Regions from separate parts of the Mus musculus genome. Here all the other regions are linked to region 2. A link is a contact called in public promoter capture Hi-C data. All regions are on one chromosome and are shown on one strand. The core of a region is the stretch at or near the end of the contact, and the rest is flanking DNA. Distances in the headings are between cores, read along the strand shown.

Region 1 (3,303 bases), core at 57-2,556, 390 kb after region 2:
TGATGTGACCAGGCCATGCCCAACCAAGATGGCTACGGTCTAACATTTTGTCTGGTGTCAATAAATCGACATGAGAGGTTATTGATTATAATAATGATGAACCTGAAGCACCAACATACCACTTCTGTACATCTGGCCAGAAAGAAGATAATACATTTGTGAACATTTCCATTTACAGCACTAAAATCAGTTTAATTAGTTGAAGACATTTTCCCACAGTGTGGAGATGTGATGGATAAATATAATACTTACTTAATGCTATATATTTGTATATAAAAAGCATAGTTAAGAACTTCACTATACAGAGCCTAGGATTTGTAGGACTGAAAATGTGACATTTTAGCCTATATTTATATATCTTTCTCTTTCTGTCAGTGACTGCCACCCTGCCAAGTCTGTGGGAGTTTTATGATCTGCTCCCTCTGAGACCTGTGGGTTCCTGTAACATTTTGCTGTGATTTTATTGGTTTTGGACTCAAGAACTAAAAATACAGTGAATATAGTTCACTATTCACATAACAAGATTTAAGTGTGTTTGGTTTTAAAAGTTTCTTTGGTTCCCTTATATTTATTTCTATTTGAATAAATGGACGGGGAGCCTGTGTATGCTTAAATAACAGAATCCAGTCTGGTCAAGGAAATCTTTCAGAATATAGATTTATGGCAACATGGATTTTTTTTTTAAGAGCAGGAGCAATTTACCCCAAAACTTTAATGCCAGGCATACTAATATCTTACCTTATTATTTGTTGTTTGTCTAAATTTATCTTTTAAAAATACTTTCTCTTTTTTTGTTTTTGTTGTTTGTTTATCTTTGAAACAGTCTCATACAGCTCAGGCTGACTTGAGCTGGCTGTGTAGCTCAGGCTGAACTTTAATTCCTGGCCCTCCTGCTTCCTAATCTCAGGTACTAAGATTACAGATGTGTACCACCATGACCAATTTTATTTTAATCTTAGCATGTGCATTTCATATTAGTCTAATCTTTAAGAACAAATATACACACATACATACAGACACGCATGCTTGTGCAAGCATGCATGCACACACACACACACACACACACACATCTTTCAAATCCTTTCTCTCAACAAGGGCTAAGGGAAGAAAACTGTCTAAAACAGAATATATTCCAGTGTACTAATGGTTGATAGCATATTGTAATAATACCCATATACAACCTAAAATGAGAACCAGCAGCCTGGAGAACTTTCAGATATACCCATAATCTAATGCCTCTGGTCCTACTCTACTCAAATGTGTGTGAAATCCCATGTTGGTACACTCTCTGCCTGTCAGTGACTACACTCCTCCATGGCACTTGCCTTCTGCCAGCGCCATCTGTGACTGCGCCGAGTCAGCACTCGGGACTCCACCTGGGTTTCAGCAGCCCGAGTGCTCCCGGCTTTACCGTTACATCTCCTCCAGAGGAAAGGTCACTGGGTTTGGTTACAGAAGTATGAGAAGTGTGTATTCGTAGGCTTCTTACCACCGAGAAGAAACCACCTAATGGATACACCTTATGGGTGCAAAGGCTTACTTTGGATCCTAGTTTCCAAGTGTCCATCCATCATGGTGAGGAAGGTATGTTGGAGAAATGGGATATAGGCGATGTATGAGACAAGATCAAGGAAGGACCTACCATTAATCCCACCCCCTTGGCTTCTACTGCCTCGCAGTAGAGATACCTATGCAGCATCAAAGGAATAACATGTCCATAATCCTTCCTGGGAGCACCTTACAGACACACCCTTACAGACACACCCTTACAGACACACCCTTACAGACACACCCTTACAGACACACCCTTACAGACACACCCTTACAGACACACCCTTACAGACACACCCTTACAGACACACCCTTACAGACACACCCTTACAGACACACCCTTACAGACACACCCTTACAGACACACCCTTACAGACACACCCTTACAGACACACCCTTACAGACACACCCTTACAGACACACCCTTACAGACACACCCTTACAGACACACCCTTACAGACACACCCTTACGGGCATACCTAGGCATGTAGTTCACTATCTAGAGATTGCTCAGTCCCATCAATTTCTCAGTTCAGATTAAGGACCATTGGTCTGGTGGCAAAACCCAACAGTTGGAAGGCAGAGGTGGGTGAATCACAAGGTTAAGGCCAGTCTGGAAAACTTACACACTTATTTTAGAATGTCTGACGATAACCAAAAATAACTACTAAGACTTCTGTTTTCAGCTTTCATATTTTGAAATGATGGAAAGCATTATTTGTGAGATTCTTACAAAGTGTGAGAGAATTAGAAAAAAGCAGTCTGCAGAAGAAAGAAAGTCGCCAGAACCATACTCAGGTGTGGCCATTGTCAGTGTAGACGATCAAGGTAGAATAGAGCATTTCAGAACCATGGAATATTTTAAGGGCTGTAACATACCCATGACTGGAACGTGTGCAGAAGAAAAGGTTAACAGGAATAAAAATAATTGAAGATTTTTAATGGCCAAGAACTTCTCCAAACTAAGGCTGGTCCTTTGCAAAATCATACACGCAAAAGCTCAGAAAATACCAGGTGGCATAAATACCCGAGTCAGCAGACAAAGGTGCAACAGCAAGGACAGCAGCCCACCCTGCAGACCACGTGCTCCTCAAGCCTGACAGGAGCCAGAGGGTTGTCTCTGTTCTCTGCTTGAGTGGATGGAGACGACGTGGTGAGTAGGAACGACCAGGCTCCTTCCGCCACTCGGGGTTTTAATTACCCTCAACTTAGGTTATAGTTCTCTGAGACACGGTGACAGTGGAGGCCTTCGTTACCTCCACCCTTTCCCTCAGGGCACGTCTGTTCTCAGTGTGTAATTCCTACTCTCTGACATAAGGGCAGTGGCATGGCCCTTACCATGGCCGAGGTGGCATGTGTGAGTACAGCCGAAAAGCAAGCTGACTGCTTAAACAAAGCAAGTGTTACTCACCAAACCTTCCCGCCCCTTGGCAGGCAGGCAGTGTGCTCTATAACATTTTTGAAATGTCCTATGATAATTTAATGTGCTGCTAGTTCTCTAATGTTCTCTCCATGCCTGCAGTTACAGTCCGGCCCCTGGCTTGTCTTCGGTGATCTCTGTGATGATTGCCCACCCCCACCCCATTGCCTTCCTCGCATCTGCACATTCTTCACAGAAGGGATTAGTCCCGCTTCTCCCTTGCTAGCGTGTGTTACGCTTCTCATGTTGCAATCGAACACAATCTGCCTCTTAAGGTTTTCTTCCAAGGACCTCCATCCTTTGCCCCAAAGTATGTTTTTTGATTTCCAGGA
Region 2 (3,787 bases), core at 441-2,940:
GAACCATTCAGTTCTTCAGGACAGAATGGGAACCAAGCAAGTGAAAATTTCAAGTAGCTACTCCTTCTAAAAGAAACAAAGAAGCAAATAACTTGGAACACAGAATCTAGTGGTGGTTTTAATTAAAAAGGGACATTTATCAGTGGAAAGGCATCAGCTAAGAGAGGGACCATTTATAGATGCCACAGGAAAGGGCCATCTTATGTGGAGATATCTACCAGGAAAAGCAGAAATAGGTAGAGGGGTTAACTTTAACACAGAGGAAAGGACAAAGGGGTTCCCAGATTTTCCCAGTATCTCAGAAAGCCTTCTGGGAAGCACAACTAAGTACAACGTCAGGTTTCTTTATTTTTGGCTAGCATTAGGCCAACCCTGGGGGTTAGCTCTGGTTATTGAAGGTGGATCAGAAATTCTAATTTGGTGTTGATGACATCATAGTATGTGTCTAGGATGTGATTGGCAGGCCACATATTGTTAGCCCAGTTATCTGGTTGTTGTCGTATCTGATTCAATTCTGCCAGCATGTGATCAGCCTCAGATCAGAAGAAAGAGCCAAAATTAAGCGACCACTTGCAGGGAACAGTGCCTAAGTGTTTGTACACTTATTTAACTTTATTGCTTATTAGCATTATATCTATGACAGTGATGTATGTGATTTCATTTAAGCGACAAGAATCTTTCATCATCATATGATGATTGTGGCTGGAAACATAATTTTAAAAATCCTTCAGTGGAGAGGATGGGAGTGACTCGACAGGATCTCTAAGTCCCTTTTCTCTAACATTCGAGAATGTTGAGAAGGGTCTGGAAGCACAAGGTTGGGGTTGGCTAAAAGTTGTAAAGAAGACTTGCCAACACCTCCAACTCAACAATGACTTACTTGTTCTAACCACAACATGCAAATAGCCATTCTTGTCTACAAGGCAACTCAAGACCAAGGGTATGAATAAGAATGCTTTTCAAAGGACACACAGAGTGCTGGGTCTATTGATAATCACAAAACATTAACCAAGTTTAAGGATTGCCACAGGCAACCAATCTGCTACCCTGGCCAACCTTAGTGTCAACAAAGATATTGTGTAAACATAAAGGAGAAAGGGGCTCTTATACTGACATCCACACCAACTTAGACACACTGTACAGGATGCATCTACACCCACTGCAACTGGACAAACAGCACATTGGGCAGTTGAGTATTAAACGGTGAACATGGGCCTTACACTTGAGTTGGGTGTTCGGATTTACAGCCACCCCAACACCTGGCCAGCATCTTAGGTGCAGAGGAACTTGCCAGACAGGTCGTGGGTGGCCTGCCGTTAAGGCCCCACGACCGTGGGAGAGCAGAGAGTAGAAAGTCCAGAAAGGGTGTGATGGGGGAAGCAGGGAGTGTACTTTTTTTTCCCGGAACAGTAGTTCTATTGCCCTAACCTGGGCTCAGGTAGCTGCCAGTCCACTTGGGCATAGCCCCGGAGCTGACATCTGGGCCGGGCTGCAGGCCCTGGCCCTCTGCCCCCCCAACACCCATACAGTCACCATGCCTGTGCAGCCGTCGCCGCCCGCTGCCGCCAGTGACCCGGTGACCCCGGAGGCCCGTCTGGGCCCGGTGACCCCGGAGCCCCGGGCATCCGGACCCCCGTCACAGGCGCAGCCGCTATTAAGGCAGGAGGCTACCAGGGAGGAGGAAGGGGAGGAGACAGGCGGCCAGGGCGCCTGGGGCACCGGCACGGCTGAGCAACGGCGGCGGGGTTGGGGGGAGGCCGACGAGGGCACGGGGAAGGCCGGCGGCACGGAGGCCGCAGGCTCGGACCCCTCGGCCCGCGGTTCGGGCGACGGGCAAGGGAGCTGGCGGCCGCTTCTCGGCTGGCTACGGCGCCCGCCGCCCCAGTGCTGCCCCTGCGCGGCGCCCCTTCCCCGCTCCGCCGCGCACTGTTGTCATGGAGGAACCAAGATGGCGGCTCTGGCCTACAACCTGGGCAAGCGGGAGATCAACCACTACTTCAGCGTGAGGAGCGCCAAGGTGCTGGCGCTGGTGGCCGTGCTGCTGCTCGCAGCGTGCCACCTCGCGTCCCGCCGCTACCGAGGTGAGCCGGCCCTCCCCCCGGCCCGGGCCGGCTCGGCCCGGGGGGAGGCGGCGCCGCGGCCCCGAGCGCGGGAGGCCGCCCCCCGCCGCAGCACGCCCACGCGCCGGCGGCCTCCCGCGGCCCCGCGGCGCCCCACGTGCCCGGGCCGACCCCTGCGGGCCCCTGCCCCCAGCCTCCCGCTCTCGGGGCCACCTCCTGCTGGAGCGGGGCTCCGGAGGCGCGCCCGGCCCCGCGCCCCGGTGCAGGAGGTCGAACCAGGGGCCCCCGGGGGCAGCCCTGGCGGCACCGCCTCCCGGATGCTGGGGTCGCACACGGTGCGCCCGTGGGGTCTGCCTCCTGCCCTGCCACTTCAGGGCCCAACGGTTGGACAGCGGCTTGGGCCGCCCTGCTTACTTTTGCCAAAAGGGCCAGTGTGGCTAAAGATGCCCATGGCCCACCTCCCTCCCGTGGAGGAGGTGCCACCAGCCTTTCAAACACTTTTCAAGAGTTTGGGTTGCACAGTTTTTGTTTTTGTTTTTACAAATAAAGACACTGAGGCAGGATTTTGGTTTTTGTTTGTTTCTTAAAGGAGTTAAGGAGTTGACCGGACTAGACGTGAGCGGGCGAAGCAAATAGTTAAGCCTTTTGAAAGCTGGCCTTCAATATGGGTTTACATACTGGTGGAAAGCTGGAAAGGAACCAATGAACTCTTCTCAGAAGGAATTATCCTTCAGTTGTCAAGGGATATTTGCTTGTTTTTTTGATTGATTTTTTTTCCCCTTTCCTTACGATAAATGCCACCAGGACAGTCACTGACAGTAGGAGGGAAATTATAATGATAGGATCTTTTGGTTTTGACCTTTGGTATCCTAAAAGTCATTATATGGACAGCTCTTGGTGACTGTGAGATAATTAGACAAATGTGACAGCCACGTGCACATTAGCGCTGGGCCCATTTATACTGTACAGCCCAGTCACGAGAGTACTAGAGTCTCGGCTGTATTCCCATTTCACATGATCTCTCAAAGTGGAGGCCATTTTGGTCAAACTTGATGGTTTGTTTCTACCTACTCTTGAGTTTTCCAGATCTTAAACTTTAGTATCATAGCTGTATCTTTTAAATATATTATCTTACAAATAGCTTAATTGAATTAAAAAAGATCCTTATGGCTAATTCTCCAGTCCTCTACAGATTCATAGCAGATGACCTATCAGAGCCTTGGCTTCTTACTGCTGACATCAAGAAAGCCTACATTTTCATATATACAACACAATTAGCAGTACTGATGAACCAACTGTTGATAACTCAGAGAACATGTTTCTTTTAAATGTGATTAATCTTTTTATGCTAGTTTGATATGAGATGACTGTCATCTAATTCAACTTTGTGTTTGTGATGTCAATGGAGCTAAAGTTTATGACTACAATGTTGTCCCAAATGTAAACCTACTGTGCCCTGCCTGCTTGTCTTTTTATTGTGCTTCTTGTCTTTTGCTAAGCTTGTGGAATACTAATTTTTAAATTTAGGTTATATTTTGCATCTTGCCAAGGTCTGTCATCATCGGGAGGAAAATAGAATGTCAGATGGGGCCTTATGAGTCAGGTTGTAAAGCCTCCTCCAGAAGGGACTTGTGAGTTTCCAAAGGTGCTTCAGTGCCTTGAGTGTGAAGCAGTACACCTGTCATATGTGCTTGTCCAGATTGAATATCAGGAACTTGAACCAGAGT
Region 3 (3,764 bases), core at 668-3,167, 350 kb after region 2:
AAGAAAGAAAGAAAGAAAGAAAGAAAGAGAGAGAAAGAAAGAAAGAAAGAAAGAAGTAAAGGAAGAAAGAAAGAAAGAAAGAAAGAAAGAAAGAAAAAGAAAGAAAGAAAGGAAAGAAAAAGAAAGAAAGAAAGAAAGAAAGAAAGAAAGAAAGAAAGAAAGAAAGAAAGAAGTAAAGGAAGAAAGAAAGAAAGAAAGAGTCTGGCTGAGTTCTGGCCTTCTCTCAAGACTGCTCAGTTACAGCTCTGGGGGTTGTTGTCCAGATGCTGAGATGAATGGTTTCCCCCTGGCGTCTTCTTCAAGTCACTGGTGTGTGTATTCACCTTTGGAGTCCTAACAGAACAAAATGAATTTTGCTGAAGGTCGTTGTAACCACTCGGAATGGTATACGTTGTATTATAAACGAGGCAAATGACGCCTCTGTTCATCCCGGTTAGAGCCAATAGAGAGGAAACTTTGGAACTTCTCTTTGGACACAGGAGTAGATAAAGAGAAAGCATCAAGCAACCCCACTTGGACAGGTGTTTTACGTGGCTTCAGGTAAGCTCCTTTTTTTTTACAGTAGTTCTTTATAATCGTCACAGAAAGGGGGTGGCATCTTGATGCTTGCCAGAAGTCAAAGCAGACAGTGATGACCCAGGATTTTAATCTACATTTTTCTGTTTGATTTTTTATTTTGATCAACTTTCATGTCTCGTGGAAGAGAAATGAGAATAAAGTGAAGATAGTGCTAATTCAAAAATGTTTCTTGTGACTGACAGGTTTCCTCTCATTTGCTTGTTTAGTGAAGTCCAGTGCGCTCCCTCCAACACGCCACCTGCTGCCTGCCCTGTGGACTCCTTTGTCGGCTGTGCAATCAGGGCCATGCTTTACTGAGGTGGCCTCTCGGCAGGGTTTCATGGGGTTTTCCTATGAAAGATTAGTTTCTTTTTTAAAAAAATTTTATTAGATATTTTCTTTATTTACATTTCAAATGCTATCCCAAAAGTTCCCTATACCCTCCCCCCTCCCTGCTCCCCAACCTACCCACTCCCACTTCTTGGCCCTGGTGGTCTCCTGTACTGGGGCATATAAAGTTTGCAAGACCTAGCTAGGGGCCTCTCTTCCCAATGATGGCCGACTGGACTAGAAAGATTAGTTTCAACAGGTGAAGGTCAGAGTCAAGTAATGATGTGGTGTGTTTAGTTCAGAAGGGAAACACAACGTTAACTTGTTTCCAGAATCTGATTGCTTTTTTAATTCTGCTCTATAAGAAAGCAAATGGGTTAATAAATTAACAAGACTTGCCCCCAGAGAGAAAAATCGAGCCTTGGGAAGTCCGGTTCTTTGGCTTTCAGAGAACTGTTAAATCTTTTGGTTCTGTCAGATACTCTGTCCCTTTCAAATGGAATGACTAGTAGATTCTGTGTTCTTTTGAAAACCCAATAAATTGTCAAAATGGTAACCCAGTTGTTATTTTCATTTCACTTATAAGTAAATGAAAGTGGACAGCACAACTACTGCAAAAGCAAAACCCAGTGATCTTTTAGACAGGAGAATCAACCATGAACTTCTTACAAAGTTCAGTTAGGAGTTCTGGTTGGTTATCTTGGTAGGAAGTTGAAGACTCTAAGGAGCCCATGTTATTTTTAGAAATGACTGGTGCCCTTTACTAAGACTTTTGAAATATTTGTGGCTAATACTGCAGTAGCAAATAGTGCCAAATTTGGACACAGTTATCGTATAGGGCAGCAAAGTGCTACTTACAGCATGAATTAAAGTATTTGCAAAATGTTTGTTTGCTGTTTAGCACACTTCCGTTTAGTTGTGATTTGAGGCTAAATCATAGAATGGGTTCCTATTGTACCCTCAGTGTGTTTGGTCTTGGGTTCCCCCCTTCGGCTTCTCTTCTCCTCTTGTTGAGACCTGGCTGGTGCTGCGATCCCAGCTGGCCTTGTGGCCCTTCCTTAGCTCCCACGTGCTGGCAGTACAAGTCCCGTTCAGCACTGCAGGCTGACTACTTTTTGCTTATCTTCCAAAGCTTGTTGACTGTTACTTGTTCTGAATGTTCATTGTGTGTCTATCAGGTGTCTTTTGCAAATTTGCTGAACCCTCTGGTACTTACTTTAGACACAGAAGAGTTTCCTGTGGTTCTCTGTGCAGCACTGAACTCCTTAGTCCTAATCTGTATCTTAACGCACATCAGGAATGACAGAACTCATTTTTCTAGTTCTAGAGGGAGAGGTTAGTTGGGAGGGTCAACTCGATTAAAGCACTATATCTGCCTGCCACAGTAAAACCCACTAACGGGTACAGTTAATACACAAAGGCAGGGAAAACCCTGAGTTTTAGTAGAATCACTTTCTATGTAGTCTGTCTGGCTAAAACCACGGGTAAGTAATGAACAACGCCATCTCTCATTAAAAATACACAGAAATAAAGCCTTGTGATTTTTTTTAAAGATTTATTTATTTATTATTTGTAAGCACACTGTAGCTGTCTTCAGACGCTCCAGAAGAGAGAGTCAGATCTCGTTACGGATGGTTGTGAGCCACCATGTGGTTGCTGGGATTTGAATTCCGGACCTTCCGAAGAGCAGTCGGGTGCTCTTACCCACTGAAGCATCTCACCAGCCCGCCTGTGTGATCTTAAAGTACGTACTTAAACGCATGAAATCTACCTGCTCTAGGCTTTGTCTTGGGTGCCTGAATGGCCACTGAATCATTGAATTATGCATTATAAGACTATATATGATATCTACTTCATTTTAGCACTGTTCTTGAATTTCTCCATCTGGGAGTTTCTTCACAGGCAATGCAACCATAAATGGGAGTGCTCAGACAAGAACATGTGTGTAGATGCTGTCTCTTCATAGAATTTTATCAGTGAAATGACTTAATTTTAAATATATGAAATCCCAGCATTCAAAACTCATCTTAAGAAATCATAAGGGGGAAAAATCTCTAAGATGTTTAGGGAGTCAAGTGTTTAGGTTTACAGAACTGTGGAGCCTTTGTACGTGGTGAAACATCTCTCAAAAAAGTAAAGTAAGCAGTGCTTATAGCAAAACTGTGCTGTGGGAATAGGTTTCTTTTGTTATGTAAACAGTGCTTGATGCATTTGAAAGGAAATTTGAATTTACCAGTTAATAACACTAAATTTGCATTGGTCAAACATGTAAAGTTGGTAAGATTTTCTAAATTCTAATATACCAGGCAACTTAGTTTTACTGGTTATTTCTATTTAGTAAGCTCGAGAAACACCTTATATTCCATAAACTACTTTTAATGCCTGTGTAGAATTCTTTAGCTGCCAAGCTTAGAAGTTTCAATTACCCTGAAAAGGAACTGCACATCAGGTCATTCCATATCCGTGTCGTACCTACCTGCCTCTCGCAGCTGGGAATGGTTTTTGTTGCTTTGGCTCAGACTGCTCTGTGCTGTTTATGTAAGTGGCATAATGAGTAACATCTGGGCTTTTGTATTTGCCATCTTCTCTTAGTTTGATGTCTTCAAGGTTCATCCTTGCTGTAGTACTTTATACCATGTGATGGTCAGGCAACATAGCTAGCTCTATGTGAATATACTACATTTTCTATACACTTTATCAGATGATACTCAGATTATCATTCCCTTTTGGTTATCATGAATAATGCTTCTGTGAATATTTGTGTATAGATGTTTATGCAAAAGGTTTTCTTCATTTTGTATATCTAGAATTTTTTAATGTTTGAAAACATTGATTTTTCTTTGTTAAAAGTAAACATGTTTCTGGATAGAATGTCT

What was found. Promoter capture Hi-C pulls out the DNA fragments that hold promoters and counts their contacts.
Region 1: a contact with region 2 is called in a promoter capture Hi-C map of hippocampal neurons, with 2.0 times the contacts expected there. The contact joins the enhancer-like site here to the promoter of Casd1 in region 2. A contact is called at or near these places in 7 of 39 promoter capture datasets (the 3T3-L1 cell line, 3T3-L1-derived adipocytes, cranial neural crest and 4 more), 1 of 484 Hi-C or Micro-C datasets (the N1E-115 cell line) and 8 of 115 datasets of contacts at active chromatin or transcription factors (bone marrow-derived macrophages, craniofacial prominence, embryonic basal ganglia and 4 more).
Region 3: a promoter capture Hi-C map of 3T3-L1-derived adipocytes shows a contact between it and region 2, with 2.6 times the contacts expected there. The contact joins the enhancer-like site here to the promoter of Casd1 in region 2. A contact is called at or near these places in 4 of 39 promoter capture datasets (the 3T3-L1 cell line, 3T3-L1-derived adipocytes and maxillary cranial neural crest) and 3 of 115 datasets of contacts at active chromatin or transcription factors (embryonic stem cells, stem cell-derived neural progenitor cells and trophoblast stem cells).

Annotation. Positions count from the first base shown.
Region 1 is chr6:4,991,170-4,994,472 of GRCm38.p6, forward strand. All of the region lies in intron 2 of Ppp1r9a (protein phosphatase 1, regulatory subunit 9A), which reads left to right. Among named protein-coding and RNA genes, the nearest start is that of Gm52886, 62 kb to the right of the region's middle. Within about 2 kb of position 1,307, at least 17 of the 459 cell types and tissues checked have an H3K27ac peak or open chromatin away from gene starts, as enhancers often do. A contact at or near this core is called in hippocampal neurons, where this site is marked.
Region 2 is chr6:4,599,221-4,603,007 of GRCm38.p6, forward strand. It overlaps Casd1 (CAS1 domain containing 1), which reads left to right and starts at 1,691. Exons shown (of 18, transcript NM_145398.4): 1 at 1,691-2,081. The coding sequence starts at 1,949.
Region 3 is chr6:4,946,499-4,950,262 of GRCm38.p6, forward strand. All of the region lies in intron 2 of Ppp1r9a (protein phosphatase 1, regulatory subunit 9A), which reads left to right. Among named protein-coding and RNA genes, the nearest start is that of Gmfg-ps, 45 kb to the left of the region's middle. Within about 2 kb of position 1,918, at least 13 of the 459 cell types and tissues checked have an H3K27ac peak or open chromatin away from gene starts, as enhancers often do. A contact at or near this core is called in 3T3-L1-derived adipocytes, where this site is marked.